Regions from separate parts of the Mus musculus genome. Here region 2 is linked to region 1. The links are chromatin contacts, called in public Micro-C maps. All regions are on one chromosome and are shown on one strand. Each heading gives the region's core, a stretch centred on a gene start, on an enhancer-like site or on the middle of the called end of the contact. The rest is flanking DNA. Distances are from core to core; before and after follow the strand shown. Region 1 holds the start of 9530036O11Rik (RIKEN cDNA 9530036O11Rik). Region 2 holds the start of Nkx3-2 (NK3 homeobox 2).

Region 1 (5,197 bases), core at 2,216-4,715:
CTCACTTCAAGAGACTCCGTTCTCTAAATGCACTCCACTCTTCCCCTAACTGGGGGGCGGGGACAGACCCAACTCTTCAAAGCAGAAAACTATTCTTCAAACCCACACCTGGCCTCTTTTTCCTGACTAACCCCTAAGCACGTAGGAAATTATTCAACCTGGCTCTTCAGGTGTTCCCCCCTCCCACTTCAGCCTGCAGAGCCTGCAGATCAGGCCCCTCGCTGCCTCCCACCCCAGCCCCTTGGCCGCGGGCACAACAGCCTGGCACTCTCTGGGGCCTGGACTGTGCTGGAAGAGTGTCTGTCTGCGCTTCCCTCTCCGGAGTTAATATTAACTAGGAGCTCCTGCGATCCAGAACTGCTCAGAAAGTTCCACTGGGGACGGTCCTGCCATGGTTGAGGGACTTGGGCTCAGTCACCTTAGAGAAACAGACTGGGAGGCAGGAGAGACTGAAGAGAGTGGCACCTTGGGCCGAACCAGGTGGTTGTTAAAGGAGGGTGGGGACGACCAATGGCAGGTTCCTGAGACCCAAGGTTCTCCCCCCTATCCCCTCCCCCACCCCGCTTCACCCTTTACCTCTAGTCTTGTCGTCTGGCCACCTTCTTCCTTCCCATCCCCTCTTAACTCTGCCAAGCCGGAATAAGAAGCCGCCGAGGGTTGTACTAAGAGGAAATTTTTGGACGGCCACCTTTACAGCCACCCTTATTTTGGTGGATTTTTGCAGGGTGGGTGAGAAGATCCTTGGCTTGGCCTTCCCCACCCCCACTTTTGCTGTCTCTACCCCCTCTTTTTGGGTTGGGAATCAGAAAGGCTACTGCCCAGGGGAAAAAAGTATGTGTTTTCGTTTCGTTCGTCTGAAGGAACTTGACAGAAGGTCAGAAGTTCAAATGCTGCTCGCGCGCGCGCGCGCGCGCGCGCACGCGGCGGCGGTGGAGGCGAGAGTGATCCGGTGTAGGGCCGCTGAGCCCCGGGTACCGGGCTGGAAGGATCAGCGTGAGGGAAAGGACGTAACTGGTGGTCTCCGTTTAGGGCGCTGAGGCCGAAGGGCCGCGAAGGCGGCGGGGTTGCAGTCCAGGTCAGGCCCGCGGGGCTCCCTGCCTTGCGACTCCTCGCGGCTCAACCCCTGCCTGCGCGCCCTAGGGAGAGAGCGCGCTCGGAGCCCTGCGCTCTGGCGGGGCGCGCTCCGCGCGTGCAGAGCCAGGGACAAGCCGCCGGAGCTCGCCCCCACCCCCAACCCCCGAGCGCGCTGCAACCCTAGTCCCGGGATCGATAACGCAGGAGTAAGTGGAGCTGAAAGGCGTCTACCGTGGCTCAGCGCTCTTGCAGCTCTGCGACACGCAGAGGCCCGGCGCTCTGGGCACCGGAGCCAGACCGCCGAAGACCCCCCTGCAGACCCATCCGGGCTGAGGTACCCTACGTGTCCACGCCTGGCCTCTTTGCATCAGTAATCTTTTACCTCCTCACACCTTTCCAAGGACCTCCTCATCCTGAGACGCCCCCCCCCCCCCGGGGCACCCAACCAGGGGATGGGTGCCCGGAGCCAGAGAGAGAACTCGCTCCTTCAAGCCACACCAGTCGGGCGCCCCGCGGTCCGCGCAGAGTTAACTGTAGCTCGCGCAGCTCTCCGGCTCCCCCGCGCGCGCGCGCCCACACTCGCGGTCCAGATTTAAGGTGGTCGGGAGCAGATGAGGGAGATGGAGGGAGAAGATGGAGGGAGAACAGCCCTGTATTCAGTCTCCACGATTCCTCTTTGCTCCAGTTCTGGCCCGCCACCCTAAGGCTAGTCTCCTAGGCTTCCCATACAGCAGGTACCCGGTGGCGAGATGCGCGTCGCGTCGCGCGGGCTGTTCCACTCTTGTTTTCTCCAGCCCCCGCCCCCTGCACTTGCGCCCCGCCAGCGCCGCTCCGCCAGCCGCTCGGCGCACCTAGCCCTAAAGGTAGGACTTGAATATTTTAATAGGGCAGTAAAAAGGATGCTGACCTATATTTGCAAGGAAACCCATTTCCAGCTCCAGTCATACGTGCATGGAGTTTCAGAAAGTCTCGATTTGGCTGGGAGATTGGCAGCCTGGAAATCTCAAAGGAGGTGGGATGGGAAGAGAGGCTCGTGCTTTGCTTTGCCGTCTGTCCATCCACCCTCGTCGCCGAATATTTATTCGCTTTTAATTCTTATGCAAGCAGGTTAAAAATTAAAGCGATTGCAAAGCCAGCAAGTTCCAAGTCCCTCCCCTAAGGTACCGCGGGCTCTGGAGAAATGAGGAGCATCCTTAAAGAAATATCAATACATTCTCTGACCGGCACAATTGAGGACGATGGGATCGCAGTCAGGCTACGCGATACAGTGGGGACAAGACGGGCGCCTCTGGAGCTCCTGCCTTTTGTCAGAACTGCCCCCAGGCTTTCTCAGTTACAGTTCTTTGGTGGTGGTGGGGTAAAGGGTGGGGTGGTCTTGGGAGAAAAACACAGAAAAGGAAAAGGTAGGAGCTAGGGGACGAAATGCTCCAGGCTATGTTTGCAGTGACCTGGAGGCCCTTTGAAGTGTATAGGGGCATCCCCTCTCCCTCCATTTTCTGCCTCCACTTGGAAAGGGCAGACTCCCTCAGAGTAAAGGTCTTTCTAAGTTTCAAGCTAGAATACAGGTAGTTAGAGGAGGTCGTCCCGGGAGACTAATTAAATGAGACTAATAAAATGAGACTAATAAGATAGAGAACCCCATCTTCTGGTGCCCCATTCCAGCAAACCCTAAACTTCCTGCTGGACCCTTCACCTCCTTTTTCCTCCCGGAAGAGGAGTGCTAGGTGGGCAGGTGGGTGGGGAAGGAGAGAGCAAGCCGCCTTCCTACCTGCCCAAAGAGCAAACAGAGCAGGGCTGACTGCTTGGTCACACGCACCCCCCCCCCCTCCCGGGAAGGAGTCTGTTTCCCACCCGCAATGGGTCTCTACCTGAGTCATCAGCCGGTCTGCTCCCGTGTTTTCCTCATCCTTAAATATGATGTCGGGGTTGTAATTGGGGGTGAGTTCCTTAAATCGTTCGGAGTTTCTTGTGATCTTCCCTTCATATCTGCCGCTGGCCCCTAGGGTCTTCTCGGCTACGTTGGGAATAAACTGCTTGTAGGCTAAAGGGGTCAGCTTTTTGGGGTGCCGCCTCTTTCCAAACCCCCTGCCGGGCCCACAGGCCAGCCCGGGGCACACCAGCAGCGAGGAAGCAAGGATCACCAGAAAACATCTGGCCAGCAGCAGCAGCATCTCGTCCGCGGAACCTGAGGACTTGTGAGCTGTCCCCGCGCTGTCTGTGCGCGAGCGGGTACGCGCGGGTGTGTGCGTGTGCGCTCCTCCTTGCGCTCGGCTCTCCCTTCCTCGCTCGGCTCGTTCGTTCCCTCTGGCGCTGCCTGGCTCTTTCTCTTCCTATATAACCTTGCCTGCCGCTGCTGCAGGGGACTTGTCTCCGATCCCCACCCAGACTGGGGCTGCGATGGCAGGCTGCCGGTCGCTGGTAACGGAACACATCGGAGTTGGGTCTCGAGACAGCAATTAAAAGACAAAAAGAGCCTGATTTTAAATGGTAGCAAGGCTGGAGAGCTTGTGAGACAGGCTGCCTTTCGCACTATATTATAGCTGGCAGGGGCGCATCTGATTGGCCAAGCCGCACAAGCTTGTCTTCTGATGTTAACCCTGAGAAAGACTACATTTCTCCCCCCTCTGGCTGCTGTGGCTTTATTTTCACCTGAAGGCTTCCAGTTTAAAAAAGAAAGAAAGAGAGAAAGAAAGAAAGAAAGAAAGAAAGAAAGAAAGAAAGAAAGAAAGAAAGAAAGAAAGAAAGTCTTTACTAAGGTAAAGGTGGGTGGGAGGGAGGAGGCCTGTTTATTGGAAAAATACCCCGCACTGCCTGCTTTGTGCTCAGGGCTGCTTCCCCCTTACTTTCTCTAAATGGAAGATGCTTTGGTTAAAGCCAGCATAAGTTTTTAAAGGACAGTCCAGATGCTCCCCCCCCCCCCACAAGCTTTGACCATAAAACAGCCTCTCAATTGTTTGAGGGCAACGCTGCCTCCCTCCTGTTTGCCTTATTTACACCCCATCCCCAGATGTGAGTGTACAGGACAGACGTCACGGGGTTGTGAAAACAGCTCACCTGAGCATCTCCTGAATATTTAGCATCTTTAGATAGAGGATAATCACAGGTGGCCACAACCTAAAGAGTTGCTGTTTTAAGTGCCCTAAAATACTGTCCTTTATTGTATCTCACTGACTGCACCACATTCAAGCCTCTGCAGGTGGATGGATGCATCCCAGCTGAGGGGCAGGTAAAGAGTGTCTGCAGAATGTGGTGGGGTACATAGGTTCAGTGGGTCTATGTGCTGCACCCCAGCATGGAGGGCAGCTGGTGTGTGCTTGGTGGGTAGAGGTGATCTGCCTGGGGCAACTGAAAGTGGGCAAGGCTGCATGCGTGAAGAACCCCTTCCAATCTATCCTAGCAAAGTGCAGGGCTGGGGTAAGTTGATGTGGAATTCAGGCTCCTTAACACAGTTGTATTTCACAGGAGCTTTGCAAGCTAATTTTCAAGGAAAGAAGCTGGCTAGGTGTAGGGCCTGCAGACTGAAGGTGTTAGGGATCTAGAGGACAGTGTTCTGGCCATAAGGGGCATCTTAGAAGAGGATATGCTGTCTAGAGGTCACTACTCTTGGGGTGTCCAACACTCTTTCAGGAAAAAGAAAAATTTCCAGAAAAGTCTTAGTTGAACCAGAAAAATAGAATGTGAAACGCTTTGTTTTTATAGATCATAGAAATCTGCTCTGGCTTTTCTCCCATCCTACTCACAGGCAAGATTCCTCTAGGATGGGCGAACTATTTATGTGGAATGGAATACCTGCTTAGGGACCGAGTCCTCCAGTGTTATCCCATGAGACCAGCCTCTGGCTCTTGATCCTGTCCCAGTGCAGGGAGAGCCCAGCAAACCTGAAGCTCAGCTGGCAGTGGGGTTTTCAGAGGACTTAGAAACTTGGTTGCTTTTGAGTTAGTGTGAGGCGAGGAAAGTGCTTGCTACTGTCTACTGTGAGTCTCAATGGCAGTATGGCAGAGCCTCACCATCCCAGGCTTGGAAGGGTTGACTAAAGCCCGCACACCTGCCCTCTCTGGAGTTTTCTATCCTTTGATTTATGAGGACCAAGTACAGATTCTTAGTGGGAGTTGGTCCCAGCTTC
Region 2 (5,198 bases), core at 265-2,764, about 13 Mb after region 1:
ACTTGCCTCCCTGTTCTTTGCATGAAAATAAAGGGAAGCCGGGTGCAGACAGTGAAGACCCTGATCTGAACCCCGTTTCCCAGCCTTTTCTGTGCTTCCTGCAGCACCGCCTGCAAAAGAAGTCAGCGCTCTGGCCGGCTCGAAGCCTATGCGAGGCCTACAGCAGACTGTACCCAATAGAAGCCAGCAGCCGGCCTTTCAGACTAAGAAATATACCCGTGAGTGGATACAGAGTCTTGACGATCCAGCGCCTCCCAGACCACCTCAACCACACTTCCCCACCATCTCCCGCCTTCAGGTAACTGCTACTTTTGTTTCTAGCTCCCTAGGTACTCAGCCAAAGGCTGTTTTGCCAGTCCTGGGGTAAGGGAAGTTAAACGCGCCCTTTCCCAAGGCTCCCCACTCCTACGCTGTGACAGGATCTGCAGTCGTTGGCATGGCTGTGTCAGGGATCTACCTCATAGATTTTTGGTCCCCCTTTCCTAAATCTAGAGATTTTAAATGGGCACAGCTGAGGCACTGCAGATGAACTCAAAGTTCTTGGTGCAGAGCGCAGGCCACATAGTACCAGGACACCCGGCTCTAAGAAGCTCACTTGCTTCAGGTTTGGGGCAGCGCGCGCCAACGCGAAGAACTTGGAGACTTCGCTAGCACTAAGCCCGGCAGGGCGTCGTGTTCCCACAGTAGGCCCACCCCGCCTCAGAGTGCTTGACCTCTTAACCCACCCCCTTCAGCCCAGCCCCCTTCCTGGAGAACCCCCCGCAGCAGCAGACCTGAAACGCTGGCTGACATCTCGCTGTCGCTGCGGACCGGGGCTTCCTCCTCCAGGTCCTTGGCGGCGTGCAGCTCGCAGCCTGGCTGGTCCAGGCCCAGGGTCACCCTGGCGCGGCCGGTTCCACTGGCTCCCGGGACATCGGCGCAGCGCCTCCTGCCCTCGTTCTCTTCGCTCAGGGCTGAGTCTGAGTCCCAACCTCCCGGACTCTCTGCGCTCTGCCCCACGGCTGTTCTGGTTCGGGCGGGAGATGCCAGAAGAGAGTCCTCGGCGCCCCCCAGCGCACCGGCCTCGGTCTCCCCGAAGATCCGCCAGCAGCAGACGGCGGGCGCCGCGGTCACCGCCACCTCTGTGCCCCCTGGTGCCGGGCGCCCCTCCGGCGTAGCCAACCCGCCGCGCTCCTCTTTCTTGTTGAGGATCGCCTGGATGGAGAAGGGCGTCAAGGTGCCGCTGCCGCGCACAGCCATCTGCGCCGCAGATCGGAGCCGGCAGCCAGGAGGGCAACTGGGGCGCGGGGACAGCTTCGAGCCTGACACGGAGCTCTGGGCGACCTCAGCGCGAGTGAGAGGGGCGCGCCAGGCCCCCGCAACCCACTCCTGCGCAGCACAGCAGCCCCCGCCCCCCTCAGTTCCAGGATCCGCGCCGACCCTCACCCCACCTCACAGGCCCACCTCGCCAGGACCCCCTCCCCTGGAATCCAGCGCCAGATGCTCTTCTCCTACAGCCCGGCCGATTATCTCTTCGCCCGTGGCCCTCTGGGGACCGGCCCGGGTCTGTCCTCTGGGGAGAGGCCGGCGAGAATTGTCAAGGGTCCTCTCCGCGTCTGCAGTCGCCTCCGGAGCGCCGCCGAGGCGCACCGCCCAAAGTCACTTTTTCTGTGCGCCTCTGTCTTCCCGGCCTGTAGGGCTTCGCTCCTGGCGGGTCCTCCCTCTTCCCCTCTGGGCTGGCTTTTCCGGAGCCTACTCCTCTGGCGCCCGCAGTGACAGCTGAGGCCCCTAAAATCGGAGAAGAGCGGGGACACCTTTTACCCTCTGCCGGGGTTTTATCTGTTTCTTCTCTTTGCTTCTGCGTTCCACTGTACCCCCCCCCCCCTCCCATCAGAGTGTCATTCCTCACCGCTGAGTGACAGCATCGGGCCACGCCCCTTCACTAGCTGTCCTGGGCTCTCCCGGCAGTGGATTGGCTGGTTCCAACTGGAGGCCGTTGACTTTAAGAGACTCTAGTCCACCAGTTGAGTAGCAAAAGACAGGGTCTGATTTAACCCCTTCCCTCCTAAACCTGGTTCTCAGTAGCATCCTTCAGCATCGAGGAGAACCATCATCCCGAAACTTTGTTTCTGATTTCAGTTCCGATAACCATCGACTCTAGCGCTTTTCTGGAACACCAGTATGAACCCCAGCTCAAAATTTCGGCGAAAACTCAACAGAAAGCATCTCCAGATGTGACGTATAGTTTCTGTTCTCTAGGAAGGAGCCCAGAGTCGAAGAACAAAATTCATCTTTTTTTTTCCTTCCACTCTTAAAGTTTCTCAGCTGTTTCTCTGCTAATGCTCTTTACTGAAGTAATCTGATAATTAAAATCACTCTACTAAGTACTCCTATCATTTTACGTTTGATTGGATTGGATTTCTGTAGACGACTTAAAAAGCTAGGTTGAAAAATATTAGTTAAGCACCAAGTGGGGCGAGGAATTGGAAAGCATTTGGGTAGAGAATTTTTGGAGCTGGGTATTCGTCTCCTTGGGCAATCAACTCTGAATTTAATTGGATTTGTTCAATTTGTTTTACATCAAGAAGAAAACATAAAAATGCTTTTAATTTGTTCTTTAAATATTCTGTTTCTTGTGAGTTGAGAAGGAGTAGATAAGTTTGAAAGAGACTAGCTGGGAGTTACACAATAGTGAGATCCAGAACTGAGATTTAATGCCCTTAAAAATAAGAACCAAGTTATTTTACTCACTAGAAGGAAGTAAATACAAAATATAAACATTGTGGTTATGTCAAAACATATGTTGCCTATTTACTAAACATCTTTTTAATGACAAGTTTGTTCAAGTGACAAATCTTACTGACTGCTCCACAAATGTGACCCGAGGCTTGGTCCAATACACAAGCTTGAACCTCTGAACACATTTAAATAGTTGTGATGTTAATTTCAGAAGCTGAGGAGGCCACTTCATTGGTGTCATTAAAATAGGGAAGGCCTCCTGCAGCTGCTTCCCAGAGCTGATCCGCACTGCGGGGGAGAAATCGTTACCCAGTCAAAGTCGTCCGCCTCGCCTCGGGAGGAAGGTTAGAAACTTGTAGACTTCGTGGCTTGCAGTTGCCTGTTTTCCTGCCCTATGAAGATGCTGCAGGGTCCCTTGGGGTAAGGGATGGGCCTCTCTTGAAGGGGCTACAACTCTTCATAGTTCTTCACAATTGTGTAAGTTTTGAGGGAAAGATTTAAATTCGTTGTTAGTAGCTGGCAACTATAACAGCCAAGGGACTAACTTCTGGCTAGGACAAGGATCCAATGAAATGCTTAAGAGGTTTCAAAATGAGGCTCTCCACTCCCCCTTCAACATTTTCATGCTTTTATTAAAATCGATTTTCTCTTCTCTGCATCCCATGCTGGGTGTTGAGAATGTGTATAGCTATCTTGACTTAGGGGCTAGTGGAGGACGAGGGACAAAGCTTGATAGAAAAATGAGGTTACTCAGGTGCAGAGCATGTGTGTGATGGCCTGTGGACATGGGGCTCTCTCGGTGGGGACAAGAACCAGTGAGCTCTGGACATGCTGATGGACAAGAATATCCAAGAGTGTAATACCTGAGCGCTAGGGTTAGGTTTGGGTATCCATATGCTTATTTGAAGTAATGATTACTACTTATTTGGCAGAAATAACCGGTTTTGTTTTGTTTTGTTGTCTTTTTTATCTCAAATCACAAGTTGACAAGAGGTAAGTGGCAGACATTTTTGAAGCTCGGAAAACCACTTGTTCGGTCATTTTAAAAGTTGTTGGCATTGCTGGTTTTTGCATGAGAATAACGAAATGGTTTCAATCCGCCTCTCCAGGAGGCGCGGGGCGACGGAGTTTGCCAGAGGTTAGCAGATCGTTAGGTCTAGTGAGTGACCGGTGCAGGCAGGGCCAGAAGGAGATGTGTTTGGAAGAAGATAAACACTCGGTTCTGAGCTACGGAGAGAGGAAGCCCCTGAAAGAGTAAGAAGTGAGAAGAGATGAAAAGGCGTTGGGGGCTATGGCCGGATGCACTGAAGTACCTAGAGTACATCCTGAGTCAAGGTCAGCTCAAGAGGTCAGAGGAGGTCTGGAACTGCTCGGCTAGCATAGGCATACCCCCCCAACCCCCTTCGAGGACAACGTGGGTGATAGCCTCTAGGCTAAGCATCCAACTTCGGAAAACCCGTGACTGCTGACAACTGTGGCTCTTGGCCTGGCGCAGGCGCTGCTCTCCGGCCTGGACTGAGCAGGAGTCGAACGAGTTAGGGGTTCTGTTTTGCGACAAGATCTGTCATCATTCTGCGCCTGTCTTCGTGGCCGCACGCCCTTCTCACCTCCCAGGTTCCACACATTCATACATGTATTCCTCTTCTCTTCTCTTCTCTTCTCTTCTCTTCTCTTCTCTTCTCTTCTCTTCTCTTCTCTTCTCTTCTCTTCTCCCCCCAATCTGTTCCTTCTCCAGCTGCCTCCTCTTCAAGATCCTTGCGTGGGTCTAGCACCTCTTCTGCAGTCTGGTTCCCGTGCGCCCCCTACGAGCTGCGCCCTGGGTCCCCTAGGCAGCCTAGGCCTGGTGTTCTGCTGGGCGGCGACGCTTCTATCCTTCGCAGAGGCCATGCTTTTGGAATGGCAAAGCCGCGAAAGATGCTGTGGGATGAGAGAACCCACAGCTTCAGTCTTTCGTGGCAAGCTTCTGCGCACACGCAGGCATTTCTTGGGCGCTCAAGTCAGTAAGGGAATCTTCCCCAGAGGTCAAGCTGCGACGCTTGGATGTCACCAGCACCTCTCCTGACCTGGAGAGCAGAGGTTGTCTTCTCTTCCCCTTCCCCGCACTGCCCCTAGCTCTCCGGTGCTGGGCACAGGCGGAGCTCAGCTCTACCCCAGCAGGCCACATACTGCAGACACTGTGACCTGGACTGAGGAAGTCACTTGTTCTCTCCGTTCCTTTAAAACCAGGCGTACAGCGGGGCTCTCCGCTGGCTGTAAAGCTGCGGGAGCAAGCGAGGAGAGGATGAGTTTGCTGGCTCACTGGAGCTGAATAGTCGCTCTGGGGATTGTCGGTTCTCATCTGCAGGCGCCCCCCGGGGGATCTACAAGCAGACACAGTACATCAAGGGTCAAGCCAGTTTCCCCAGTGCTCTAGTCAGTCGGCCCCTAGCAGGGGTTTTTACGCACAGCGTTCTGGTTTATCAGACTGAAGCGAGACACTT

Evidence for each region. Hi-C and Micro-C count contacts between places; a contact is called where the count stands out from the background.
Region 2: a Micro-C map of embryonic stem cells shows a contact between it and region 1, with 12 times the contacts expected there. The contact joins the promoter of Nkx3-2 here to the promoter of 9530036O11Rik in region 1. A contact is called at or near these places in 1 of 39 promoter capture datasets (cranial neural crest) and 1 of 484 Hi-C or Micro-C datasets (embryonic stem cells).

The regions. Positions count from the first base shown.
Region 1 is chr5:28,463,519-28,468,715 of GRCm38.p6, forward strand. 9530036O11Rik (RIKEN cDNA 9530036O11Rik) reads left to right here and starts at 3,466. Exons shown (of 7, transcript NR_015562.2): 1 at 3,466-3,830. It overlaps Shh (sonic hedgehog), which reads right to left and starts at 3,583. Exons shown (of 3, transcript NM_009170.3): 1 at 2,943-3,583. The coding sequence starts at 3,245.
Region 2 is chr5:41,762,706-41,767,903 of GRCm38.p6, forward strand. Nkx3-2 (NK3 homeobox 2) reads right to left here and starts at 1,515. Exons shown (of 2, transcript NM_007524.3): 1 at 774-1,515. The coding sequence starts at 1,239. Gm46910 (a long non-coding RNA gene) reads left to right here. Exons shown (of 2, transcript XR_001784850.2): 1 at 1-298; 2 at 2,119-2,380.